Linked DNA regions of Sus scrofa: region 1 is linked to region 2. A link is a contact called in public Hi-C data. All regions are on one chromosome and are shown on one strand. The core of a region is the stretch at or near the end of the contact, and the rest is flanking DNA. Distances in the headings are between cores, read along the strand shown.

Region 1 (6,141 bases), core at 3,144-5,643, 37 kb after region 2:
GAGTCAGCCTCACAGCAGTGCCAGTGGACAGGCTCCAGAAGCCAGGCACCCTCTTGCACCCCCATCTCCCTCTGCTCACAGAGTCCCAGCCATGGATCTCCCTTCTCCAAACCAGGGAAAGGCCAATTCTGCACTCTGGGGCAACACCTCCATTCTGCAAGACTGGCTAGCTCCAGGAGGGCTGAGCCAGTTAGGCTGTGAGCTTCCACCCCTCCCCGCAAAGTGACCTTAGCAGATCAAAATGGTCAAGGCTCTCCTCCACAGCTTCCCCATCCCACTGCCCCCTTCCCACCCCACCCAGTTTCTGTGTGTTTAGGCCCGAGGTTGGACCTCTGAGGGCCGCATTCAGAGGCTAAAATGAAGGTCATTGTAAGTGAGGGCTCGGGCCCAGCATAGCCTTTCCAATCCAAAGAGACGCGGAAGGCGGGGGTGATGATAGAGTTTTGGGGGATCCTGATAGTAGAAGGGGCTTAAAGGAAAGGCAGAGGGGGGCTGGAAGGGAAATCCAAGGCCCAGATCCGGCAGAAGGTGCTGTGTACCCCCGCCCCTGTGGCCAAACCGATACCTAGGGCTCTTTGAAAACAGGAAGAGCCAAGGTGTCATAAAGCCATCTAGCCGGCGAGACGTCTGGAGGTAATGAGTTTACGACAGGCCCGGCGCTTCGCTTTGAAACCATCTCATTTTGATGTTTGTGTTTGTGGGAGGAAAGAAAAAATGCAGACAAAACCAGGTCTTAAAATCTGGACAATAAAATATAAACAAGACTGTGTTGAACTAAGAAGGCAGGGGCTTGGGAGCCCCACATGAGGTGTGAGCACCTAGGAAATAAAAATGTGGGGGGTGCGTAGGAAGGAGACCATGTATTTCTGATTTTTAAATGGGCTGGGTATTAGAATTAGGCTACAGTGTGTGGCTCTCAATAATATTTGACTATGGCCACCATCTAGGTCATTCTTAAAAAAAAATTAATTGGCCTGTTATTTGGGGGTGGGAGAGCTCGTGATCTTGGGTCATTTACTTAGGCCAAGTGTCTTCAAGCTGCATGGTCTGCCGGAAATGATGAAGTTACTTAATTGACTTTTCACAAAAATATCTGGCCCTTTACTCCAAACCTTGTAGCAAAAATGCTGTTAGAAATTATATCTATTTGCTTATAGGAAAATAATCATTACAGCTGAATTGGAGGGAAGCATTTTTGAAAATGAGAAAAAGATTAACCTCTCAGGAAACACCTAAAATAATTAAAGTTTTTGCTTTTTTTTTTTTTAAAGTCAAGTGGAATGCTTAGTAATTTCATTTAACTGTGACTTTTGATATAAATTTAATATCTCATTTATTGTGCATAGGCATTCCAATGAACATAGACCAACGGGGCCTTTCCAGACAACCATTCAGAGATACAGCAAAAAGCTTTTAATTTGCCTTCTATCCCCTCATTGTCCAGTGAAATGGGCCTGAAGCAATAAAATTGCAAAGTTAAAATAGCGAATATTTGCCATTTAATGCTAAATGTAACCATTTTAAAGAAAACAATTAACAAATTTAACTTCTATAATTTCTTAGTTTTTAAAGTGCCTGGTTCTATTGAAGAAAAAAAGTCCTGTTGCAGTTGATATTTAGAAAGTTGTGATTTTGTTAGATTTAGTCCATTGTAATAATTGTGGGCGATTACAGAATGGGGATTTACTGTATCTGGCAAAAGAAGGGCTGGAAGCTTTTGAAAAAGACACTACTAGAAGCTCTTGGGAGCAAAAATGCTTTTGGCATTCAGGAGCCCCTGTTTGCTGCAGTTGACTTGTCGACAATCAAATGGATGAAGCATTATTAGTGTCAGCGATTCCAGTCTCAGTCAGACTAAAGAACAAGATTGGAATTGGTTTGAGCAGACAAGCTCAGTCGGCTAGAGGTGTCCTTTTGCCACTAGAGAGCGCCGTTGCTCCACTTTGTGATCGTAAAGCTGGTGTTGCAGCGGAAGAAGGTTTTGATTAAAGATACAATCTCATTTTAAATTCCAAATTAGGATAAATTTAAGCAAAAAGAAGCAATGTGCACTATTAAGTTCTCTAGAAGTGTTTGTTATGTATAAAATTTTGGCTTAGTCAGGATTTCAGAAAATGTGGACTACGGCACAGCTGAAACTATAAAATGTTATGTTAATGCACTGTATCAAAATAGAAACGTGCAAAAGCATACATCTTTATTTACGAAGTAATCGCGCTCTTTCCCAGATTGTAAACAAAATGTTTGAAGGGGGAAAAAAACCCTAAGTGTTTTGTCCCAAGAGGAAATATTAAGTTATGATATTTTCTTAATTAGGCCAGAATGTGTAGAAATGGAATTTGTAGTGTTTGTGTTTATTTTTCGCCCCCCCAGGAATCACAAAGTTCTAGAGGGTGCCTTGTGTTATTGAGATCTGGATTCATTCTTCTTTTTCTCCCATTCCATTCCAAAACCCACTAACGACGATTTAAACATGCACACACACACACACACGCCAAACAGTGAAATAAAAAGGCACAATTACAAAGTTATTTCCAAGGCTTTATTGAAAATAATACTCTTTTAATTGGGTATTTGCAAGATTGGAGTACAAGTCGTTAACTGTTGGAATCAGTTCGTTCGCCTTCGGACTTAAAGGAAGTTTACCTGGCGGTAACTGGCAGGAAACAACAACAAAACCCTTACCCTTCACTACCCCCACAAGTAAAGTCTCCTTGCACTCCCTACTAATTTAAAAATTAAGTAAAGCTCGATTTTATCACCTGGAGATTCATTAGCAATTCATTTACCTTAATCATTTCCAACTAATCCCTGTAGAAACAATTGATTCTTAAACATTATATTGTTATGCCTTTCCATCTCGATCTTATTTCCTCCATTTGCAAAATATGATATTCGGTCTATCCGGACTGACCCCAAGATCTTACTCACAGGCTGGGTCAACCCGCAAGAAGCGAGGGGTAGTTAAACCACTCTCCTGCTGTGCCTTTGGGAGCTGTGTGAAGGTTTTAGACATTTGCATTTGGCGTGAAAAGCTGGCGTGGTGTGTTTTAGCTACAGCGGGAGCCCCTCGGTGGGCTCAGGGAGTGTTTCTGAGGTCCGTTCCCAGGCCGTTGGGCCTGGAGTCCTCACAACAGTGAATTATCCCAAGGAAATGGGTCACCCAAAGACTCTACGAGAAAGGCAGTGTGGGCAAGGGAAAACACACTCAACGGAGACCTATTACTTATATAGGACATTAACGCCAGAGGGGAAGGGGAGGGAGGATGTGGAGGAGAGAAGGCGAATGGTGGTGTAATGGCAAGTGACTTCAGAGCAAGCTTCTAAAACCAGGGATATCATGCCGATTCACACTTGATTTATCCATATGACACAGGACGTTTCTCTTCCTCCTCGCTCATAAACCAGGATGAACCTTCTCTTTCCTTTTAGAAAAATCAGTAACTTTTTAGTCTGAGCCCAGCGCCCGCTCTCAGCAGTAACTTCACAGACTTCTTGGATAAACTAGAATCTTTAGAAGATGGGCGCCGCCTGCAGCTGCTTGGAACCGGCGCGATCCGAATGCCGGCCCGAGGCTCGTTGCGGGGGGACTTGCGGGCGTCAGTCCCCTGTACTCCGCCCGGGGCCACCGCCTGCCCTGGTCCGCTCGGCTCAGGGGCTGAGACCCTGGAGCCACGCGTCCTGCCCGAGGAAATACCACCCACCCCAGCATGAGTCCTCCTTCCCGCCTTGGAACATTTCTGTCCGTTTTTCCATTTACTCCCTCAGCAATGCTAATGCCTCCCCTCACCCCCCGCCCGCCACATTCTTCAGCCTCCCCCCGGCGCCCGGTGCTGACGTCTATCAAGGGTGAAATGATGGAAACTATATTCATGGGCATGATTTCCATTAAATATCAATTAACCTGGGAGCCTCAGCCAGGCGTGCAGTGCGTCAAGGGTAAATGTACATCTCATTTCCACAAGGCCCTCTCGGCTGGAAAAGAAGGGCTTAGATTCGATTTGATAATGCAAGGTATTGGGGTCACCCTTGTGGCTTTTAATCAAACCACTTGCACAGGACCTAACTCAAATATTCGGTTTGGATCATCTACACCACTTGCCCATGTTCCTTGGGCTGCATGCTCGTGTCTAGAGCCGTAAAAGCCAGGGCCAACCTCTGAGGGGCTGCTCTAGGGGCCCAGGAAGGGAGTCATTTGCTCCACAGCCTCCTGGGAGTGGCCTCCCTGCCTCCCCCCAAGTGTAAGGCTCTGCCGCGCCCCCGCCCTGCCGGCTGCGGTCCTCATTCCCTCGGCCCCGAGGGGCAAGACGAGCCCTTGGCAGTGCGGCTTTATGGGCCCCCTTTAAGGCCGGCGGAGGCATCTCCCGTCCGGCGTGAGGCGTCCCGTCGGGAACAGCGGTGTCGCCTCCGCACGGATCCCTCCGCGCGGTTATCTCGCGCCCATCTCGCTCCCTCTCCGCGCAGTGGCGTGGTGCGAAAATGCCTCGCCGGGGCGCACCGGGGCGGAAGCCTCGGCAGCGGCGGCGAGAGCTGTGGGAGGGGGCTACAGGGGGGGCGAGGTGAGAGGTGGCGGCGGGCAGAGGGTGTTTTTTTCCTTTTCCCTCCAGAGCGGGGGTTGTAAACCGAAGCCAAAGAGTGTCCCCGTGGGTCGGGTGCACTTTTTTCTTGTCCCGGTGCGCTCAGGGCCGCCTGGTGCCTGAGAGGAAACAGTGGAGGCAGAGGGACAGGTCACCCGGGGCGTCGGCGATTTTATTGCGGCCGAGCCGGCGCGCGCCGGGAGAGGCTGGGCGGGCGGTGGAACGCGGGGGCTGGGTGAGGCCCCGCGACCCGCGAGGGAGGCGGCGCGAGGCCGAGGAGACGGGCGCGAGAGCGGAGCATGAACGCCCAGTAGCCGAGTGCCCGCGGCTGCCCGGCCTCAGAGGCGACGCGCGGGCGGGCGGGCGGGCGGCGGCACCAAAGTAGCCCGGCGGCCCCAGCGGCGCGAGCAGCCGCCCCAGAGGCCCCCGCGGCAGTGCAGTCGCGCTGAGGCGCGCTCCCTGCCTGCTCGGCGCCGCCCGCCCGCCCGGGGCCGCCCTACCTCGGCCCCCGGCCGCCGCCGCCCCGATGAGCTCGTACTTCGTGAACCCGCTGTACTCCAAGTACAAGGCGGCGGCCGCGGCGGCGGCCGCGGCAGGCGAGGCCATCAATCCCACTTACTACGACTGTCACTTCGCGCCCGAGGTCGGCGGCCGCCACGCCGCAGCCGCCGCCGCCTTGCAGCTCTATGGCAACAGCGCCGCGGGCTTCCCGCACGCGCCCCCGCAGGCGCACGCGCACCCGCACCCTTCGCCGCCGCCCGCCAGGCCGGGTTGCGGTGGTGGGGGCGGTCCGGGCCCCGGCCAAGACTACTTCCACCCCGGCGGGGGCAGCCCAGCCGCAGCCTACCAGGCCGCCCCCCCGCCGCCGCCGCCGCCGCCGCCGCCGCCGCCTCCCCCCTGCGGCGGGATTGCCTGTCACGGGGAGCCCGCGAAGTTTTACGGATACGATAACTTACAGAGACAGCCGATTTTTACGACCCAGCAAGAGGCCGAGCTGGTACAATATCCTGACTGTAAATCGTCCAGTGGTAATATTGGCGAGGACCCAGACCACTTAAATCAGAGCTCGTCTCCTTCTCAAATGTTTCCCTGGATGAGACCACAAGGTTGGGATGCATTTTTTTTTTTTAAGCGGGGAGAGGGGGAGAAATCTGCTTTCATCTCACGTTCTAGCTTTAAAACTCCCCTTTCCTCTCCCTCTCCTTTTCCTTCTTGTGTGGCTTACAGTGACTCTTATTCATAAAGTAATACAGACTTTTTTTTTTTTAAGTAGAAACCATGTAAAGATGATGGGGACAGAATAGTGGCAATCTGCCCCTCATTCCTGCACATCCTGTATATATCTAACCTAAGGAGAGTTGTGTATATTTCACTTCTTAGACCGGTTCCAGAAACCTCCAGCAACCTGCAGATGCACCGTTACATTTTTTAAACATTTATTTTCCTCTTTTTTTTTTTGTTTGTTTGTTTATTTTAATCAGCAGCTCCTGGTAGACGAAGAGGAAGACAAACCTACAGTCGTTTCCAAACCCTAGAGCTGGAAAAGGAATTCCTTTTTAACCCT
Region 2 (6,373 bases), core at 1,191-3,690:
GCAGAGAAATCCCAAATCCTGACAGGGTTCCATAGGGAAATTGGAGGCAGGGCCATCCATCATTGAGAAGTGTCTCGATCAGAGTATTAATTCAGACTTTCCTCCCAGTCCTGCACAATTTAATTTGTTTCATGGAAAATTAAGCCAAAAGTGAAGGGCTGTCTGAAAACAGTAAAACTTGACAAGTTCTTCCTTGCTATCTTAATTTCACTTTCTTCATTTGCAAGCATATAATCAGTCATTAAAATGTTATTTATCAGATAGAAAATGGAACAGACAGGGCACAAGATCACAGAGATATCTAGTTTTAAGAGACTGAAAGTTCATTGGTTCCAGTTATGTCTTAGAAATATTTCAACAAAATTGTTTTTTGAGGTCACAGAAAAAAAATTAAGCATCTCCATGTTTTCCCTCTCTAAGAAAAAGAAAGGGAGATAAAGAAAAAATAAAAGCATTTCAGGACAACATCTCATTAGTTTGGTTCCAAAATCATTGGCTAAAGAGGATGCAACCAAACTCTTCCAAAATGTCAGTAACTCTGTCACCTGGCTCTTGATGACATTTAAAAAATATGAATTCTGCTTCTCTAACTTCTGCCTTCTCTCAAGTAGTTAAAATTGTTCTCACCAGAAAACTTCTATTCTCTACAATTTTCTGCAGAATCTTAGGCCCCTCCTGTCTTGAATTTGATCATGAACATGTCTAGGACTTCAAAAAGGTCAAACAAATTCTTCTGCTTTTCCTTTCCAGTGCCCTTCTCATAACTTTCCCCTTTATTTGAGCCTTTTATGGTTACTGCGTTTTGCGTGTCAACACTCCCAACACTAGCAGCCCACCCTGTGATGCCGGGCCTGGCCCAAGAGATCCTCCCTGGCTTTTACTTGCCCCATCCAAGTTCTGTCTTGGGTCCAGGAACAGCAGGGCTAGGTGATAAGCTGGCCTCACCAATCACAGGCCCAAAGGACCAATTTTTTTGGAGATAGGCTGGCCTGGGGAGTTGATGCTACAGAAAGAAATGGGCTCACTTTGAGGGCTCTCTCACCCCTCCTGTACCCTCGGCTCATCGAATCTAATGTTTCTCCAAAGTGGAGCCTTAAATTTGCTGGAGGACTCACATTGGCCCCCTGTTCATGGCTTGGATGGAGAATGATGGATTGGGGTTCCATGGCTGAGGAATGGAAGGAAGGGAAGAAGAGGGCTCAGGGCTGTAATCCCTGCACCCTGGCCCAATTGCTTGAAGCCCACCCTAACCCCTCAAAGCCAGACCCAGTTGTTCTGGGCTGCTCTCATTAGGAGCCCCAAATTTGCTTGGAAAAAACACTCTCTTAATTTGCCCTTCTCAGTTTTCTGCAGTAGGCAGCTTGGAAAAGAAAGTGAAACAAAGGTCCCTGGGAAAGTGAAGTTTTCAATTAATTGGTGTGAGTAACTGGCAGGGGTGGGTGGTGGCTGCAAAATGCAAGAGGCAGTTCTTCTGCAAGTGAGGCGCAGAAGTTTCCTGGAGGGCGGCGAAGTGGCTTTCTCCCAGCGCTCTCCACAGGGTCTTTCTGCGGACCCGGGGAGGCCGCGCCAGGGCTGGGGAGCCCAAGTCGGGAGGCGACTCCTGGCTGGGCTGAGTGCAAAGGCGAATATCGTGGTCCAGGCATCCGGACTTTTCTCGCTCGGGTAGATAAATCCTCGGGTTCGCAGCGCCGAAGACGGGTCTTTTCGTCTGCTTGATTTACTTGTAAGTCTCTGCCCCCGGGCGGCATTTTTTCCGTGGGCATTTTCCGGGTGGACGATGTGTCCGTATAGAAGTCTGCTCCAATTGGTCTTATTTCGAGGATCGCCCAGGATCATGTTAAACGCCTTTGCCCCGTAGCATTGCGCAAGGTAGGAAAAATTAGCTCTCTCGGGTTTGGGGTCTGGGTCAGCTAATCCGAAGGATTAAGCAACAGGATCAAAAACCGGTCTGTTTTCATATCATTCTGATCATCTCTGTCCTCTCCTTCATTTAGTTGTGCAGCTCAGAGAGCGAGGAGAGGTGGCAAAACAGCCGTGGCCGAGACAAGGCGCAGGCCTCGGCGCCCGCTTCAGTCGCAGACAGGGCCTAGGATGGGCGGTCGCGCAATCAGCTTGTGGGGGTGGCTGCGGCGCAAACGCCTGGGTCCGAGGGAGGGCGGGAAGGGGCTGTGGGCTGCGCAAGGACTGGGGAGGGGTAGGGGCCGGGGTGGGTGGGTCCACGGGGCCGGGGCCCCGAGCCAGGCTCTCCCGCGCCCCCACCCCCACGTGGCCCCGCGCAGCCAATGGTACGGCCCCGAGCGGGAGCCCTCGGGGAGGGGGGCGGCCCCCCGACCGGCCCAGGCCCCCTCCCAACCTGAACTTCGTTTTTATAAACGTCCTGCGATGAGCTAACCTGTTGGAGGGCGGGCGGGCGGGAGGCGGGAGGCTCGCAGTGGGAGAGAGGGCGAGAGGAAGAGGGCGGGAGCGAGAGAACGAGAGAGAAAGGAGAGGAGGGAGGAGGCGCGCCGCGCCATGGTGTCCTGCACGGGGCCTGGGCCGGGGCCGGGGCCGGGCTGGGCCGGGCCATGAGCCGCGCCGGGAGCTGGGACATGGACGGGCTGCGGGCGGACGGCGGGGCCGCCGGGGCGGCCCCGGCCTCCTCCTCCACCTCCTCCTCTGTGGCAGCAGCGGCGCCGGGCCAGTGTCGCGGCTTCCTCTCGGCGCCAGTGTTCGCCGGGACGCACTCCGGGCGTGCGGCTGCGGCGGCGGCAGCGGCGGCGGCGGCGGCGGCGGCGGCCTCGGGCTTCGCGTACCCGGGGACCTCTGAGCGCGCGGGCTCCGCCTCGTCGTCGTCATCCTCGGCTGTGGTCGCGGCGCGCCCGGAGGCTCCCTCCGCCAAAGAGTGCCCGGCGCCCGGCGCGGCCGCCGCAGCGCCCCCGGGTGCCCCGGCCCTAGGCTACGGCTACCACTTCGGCAACGGCTACTATAGCTGCCGCATGTCGCACGGCGTGGGCTTACAGCAGAATGCTCTCAAGTCGTCCCCGCACGCCTCGCTGGGAGGCTTCCCGGTGGAGAAGTACATGGACGTGTCGGGCCTGGCAAGCAGCAGTGTACCGGCCAACGAAGTGCCCGCGCGAGCCAAGGAGGTGTCCTTCTACCAGGGCTACACGAGCCCCTACCAGCATGTGCCTGGCTATATCGACATGGTGTCTACCTTCGGCTCCGGGGAGCCTCGGCATGAGGCGTACATCTCCATGGAGGGCTACCAGTCCTGGACGCTGGCCAACGGGTGGAACAGCCAGGTGTACTGCGCCAAGGACCAGCCACAGGGCTCCCACTTTTGGAAATCATCCTTTCCAGGTAGGGACATTGGAAAAAAGGGAGGACAAGAGAGAGAGAGAGATGCAGGGAGGGAAGAAGAAGAAGGGAGAAAGAAGGAAAAGAAAGGACTGGGAGTCTACATCCCTACTTAGGAGCTGGGCGCCTGTCCTCCTCCTGGACTAGGGATAACCCAGTGGAACTAACTGTCTGTCCAGTTTGTAAATAAATTAAAAAAAATCTATAAAATAATCCTTTGATTTAAACTGCCTCTCTGAACCCTTTTCTTCCTGTGTATGGGCATAGGCCTATTTTTCTCCTAAGGATGAGGGTCTTTGCTGCCCTTTGCTCAGGCCTTGGCCCCTCCTCCCCAAAAAGGTGTCTCAGAGTTGGGCCCCACTTTTCAAGGACATAAATGTCCCAGAGTGACCACTAAAGCTTCCAAGAGCTGACCAACCCCAAACATAGGAACACAAGAAATCAAAGTTTGAACAAACAGCCTGGATTTTCTTTTTTAAGTGTATGTTTGTACGTTTGCAACCAGCATTTGCAGAAACTGTCCTTATAAGCATCTTCAACAACCACACCATAAAATCACAGGCTTGTTAAGATGCCGGTTTGAGAAACGCTGATGATCCGTCAAATTGGCTTTCACTTTGAAGTGCAAATGATCTTTTTTTAATAACATGTAAATAATATGTCTGCGTAAATAATAATAAAGTGTAAACAACCTGGCTTTCTTCTTTCCCTGTACCCCCTCCAAATATACACACCCAGTCCCCATCTGGGTACTCCAGATATCCTCATCTAATTTTACCTGTGCTGTTTTCCTATATCAGGGGATGTGGCTCTAAATCAGCCAGACATGTGTGTCTACCGTCGGGGGAGGAAGAAGAGGGTGCCCTACACCAAACTGCAGCTCAAAGAACTGGAGAACGAGTATGCCATTAACAAGTTCATTAACAAGGACAAGCGGCGGCGGATCTCGGCTGCCACGAACCTATCCGAGAGACAAGTGACCATTTGGTTTCAGAACCGAAGAGTGAAAGACAAGAAAATTGTCTCCAAGCTCAAAGACACTGTCTCCTGATGTGGGCCAGATTGGCCACAGAGAGTTTAAACGCTTTCAGTTGTCTCCAAAAGACCTTTGGAAAGACTTGAATATGTATTTAATTCCCCCATCCCCCTGCCAGTGATGGCAAATTTTGTGAATTGTTTTTCTTTCTTCCCCTTATCTGGCTCTAAAACCTTTTGCTGCCCAACCTGACTTTGTAGTTCTGTTTTGTACTTGTTTATTATTGATTTTGCTCTTGTCTAGGTTTGTTTTTTATGGCTTTTTAATGTTCTGTTTCTCCCTCCAGGCCAGTATAAAGGACTTGAAGTATTTTTGAATACCCCCCCCCAAATGAATTTCAGAAGTGCCATTCTGATTTTAGGGTTTTATTTTTTTAAATCACTTTTTATGCCTGTTTCCAGCACTGATTATCTTCATAATCCATTAAGGCAGAATGATCTGCAGTCATTCACATCCTGTGATTAGGTAATTGAAATTTTAGCTCTCAGCAGTCGCATTGAGGCAAATGGAAACAGCTCTGGGCAAGCAGTTTTCTAGGGTCACTGAGAAAGTCTAAAAACAGAAGGCTGGAGGTTCTGTGATGGCTTTAAAAGCAGCTACCTTATTGTATAGGGTTTGTATCAATACTAGAGTGAAGACAATATTTCCAACTTTAGGTCTTTCACTTACTGTTGTATTTTTTACTACACCTTGTAGATTTGTGCTTTTATAATCTTTAATTTGGAAACAATGTGTCTTCATGTGATGCCTTCATTTCTCCAGCTCTAGATGCAGATATTTAAATGGCTGCAGTTGGGAAAGTGACCCATGAATGGTATACATGCCTCCCCACTCCCTGACCTTTGGTTTGTGGTGTTAGAAATGAGGCCATCTCCTCAGTCCCCTGAAAGAGACTGAGTCAATGTGGCCATGGGTGGGAATTTTTATCCAGAACCCAGTGAAGAACTTGACTGTCTGAACAAATGTATTGGGCTCTCCTGGAGCTTTAAAACATCTAACAAGTGTGAAAAAATATGGAGTTCTGAAGTCCAGGAGGGGGAAAAAAAAGGTGTTTCTGAAAGTGATGATAAATAACTACTTTTAAAGTGCTGCATATTTATACAACTGAGAGATTATTTTTGTAGATGCAATGTCTGTGAGCTGAGATACATGGACAGTGCTTCAGGCATTTAAAAATCACTTTTTACTCCTAGGGAGAGTCAAATAAACAGAACTCACTTATTTCTTCTGAGTCTTTATACATTTGTGGGTTTTTTCCCCCCAAGCTCATGTTGCCTCTAGAAATTTCTTATTTATTATAAAACCTTGTTATCCTGAACACTACAGTGCTCTCTACAGATGAAGGAAACTCAGTATCAGTTCTGGTCTCTGAAACCTCCAGGCTCTCTGCTTCCATCACCCCTTCCCCCTCCCTTTCCCCATGGCTTTAACATAAATAGTGATATCTTTAAATGAGGATATAATTTGTGGTGTTTAAAATTATATTTTTTAACCAGACCACCTCAAAAAAACTCCAATAAAATTCTACTTCTCTTTCAAAAAAAATTCAGCTCATGCGAATAGTTTCTTTTCTTTTCTTTTTTTTTAACCAATATGTATGTCTGTGCTGGGTATTGGAAAACGTGCTCACTTGGAGGTTTTCTTCCTAGAAAGGCCATTATAAATATCTACTCTAGGAAGGTCTTGAAATTAGTCATATCCATATTTGGAAACTGAAAAAGAAACATTTCAGGCTTATCTATAGAGACTTCTCCCGGCAGCCTGCACACAGCAGTTGCGGACTGAAACCATAATTATACACCCTAAACCTGTAGATGCAATTTTTAGGCACTACGAACTTTCTTTTGAGGGCTTTTTGCCACTCATAGAAATGGCCGCTGAGGAACCGGGTGCCTTGTCCTTGTCAGCGCCCGGGCACAGTGAATTCAACGGCGGCTACCTTTTGGGCATGTGAGTTAAACACAGATGTATTAAAACCTCACACAGTACCTAAACTCTTCT

Evidence for each region. A called contact is a pair of places that touch in the nucleus more often than the background predicts.
Region 1: a Hi-C map of liver shows a contact between it and region 2, with 2.7 times the contacts expected there. The contact joins the promoter of HOXD8 here to the promoter of HOXD13 in region 2. A contact is called at or near these places in 2 of 47 Hi-C or Micro-C datasets (liver and skeletal muscle).

The regions. Positions count from the first base shown.
Region 1 is chr15:81,926,530-81,932,670 of Sscrofa11.1, forward strand. HOXD8 (homeobox protein Hox-D8) reads left to right here and starts at 4,394. Exons shown (of 3, transcript XM_021076351.1): 1 at 4,394-4,559; 2 at 5,536-5,683; 3 at 6,059-6,141. The coding sequence starts at 5,659.
Region 2 is chr15:81,891,557-81,897,929 of Sscrofa11.1, forward strand. It overlaps HOXD13 (homeobox protein Hox-D13), which reads left to right and starts at 2,441. Exons shown (of 2, transcript XM_003483680.3): 1 at 2,441-3,339; 2 at 4,137-6,373. The coding sequence starts at 2,565. The coding sequence ends at 4,387.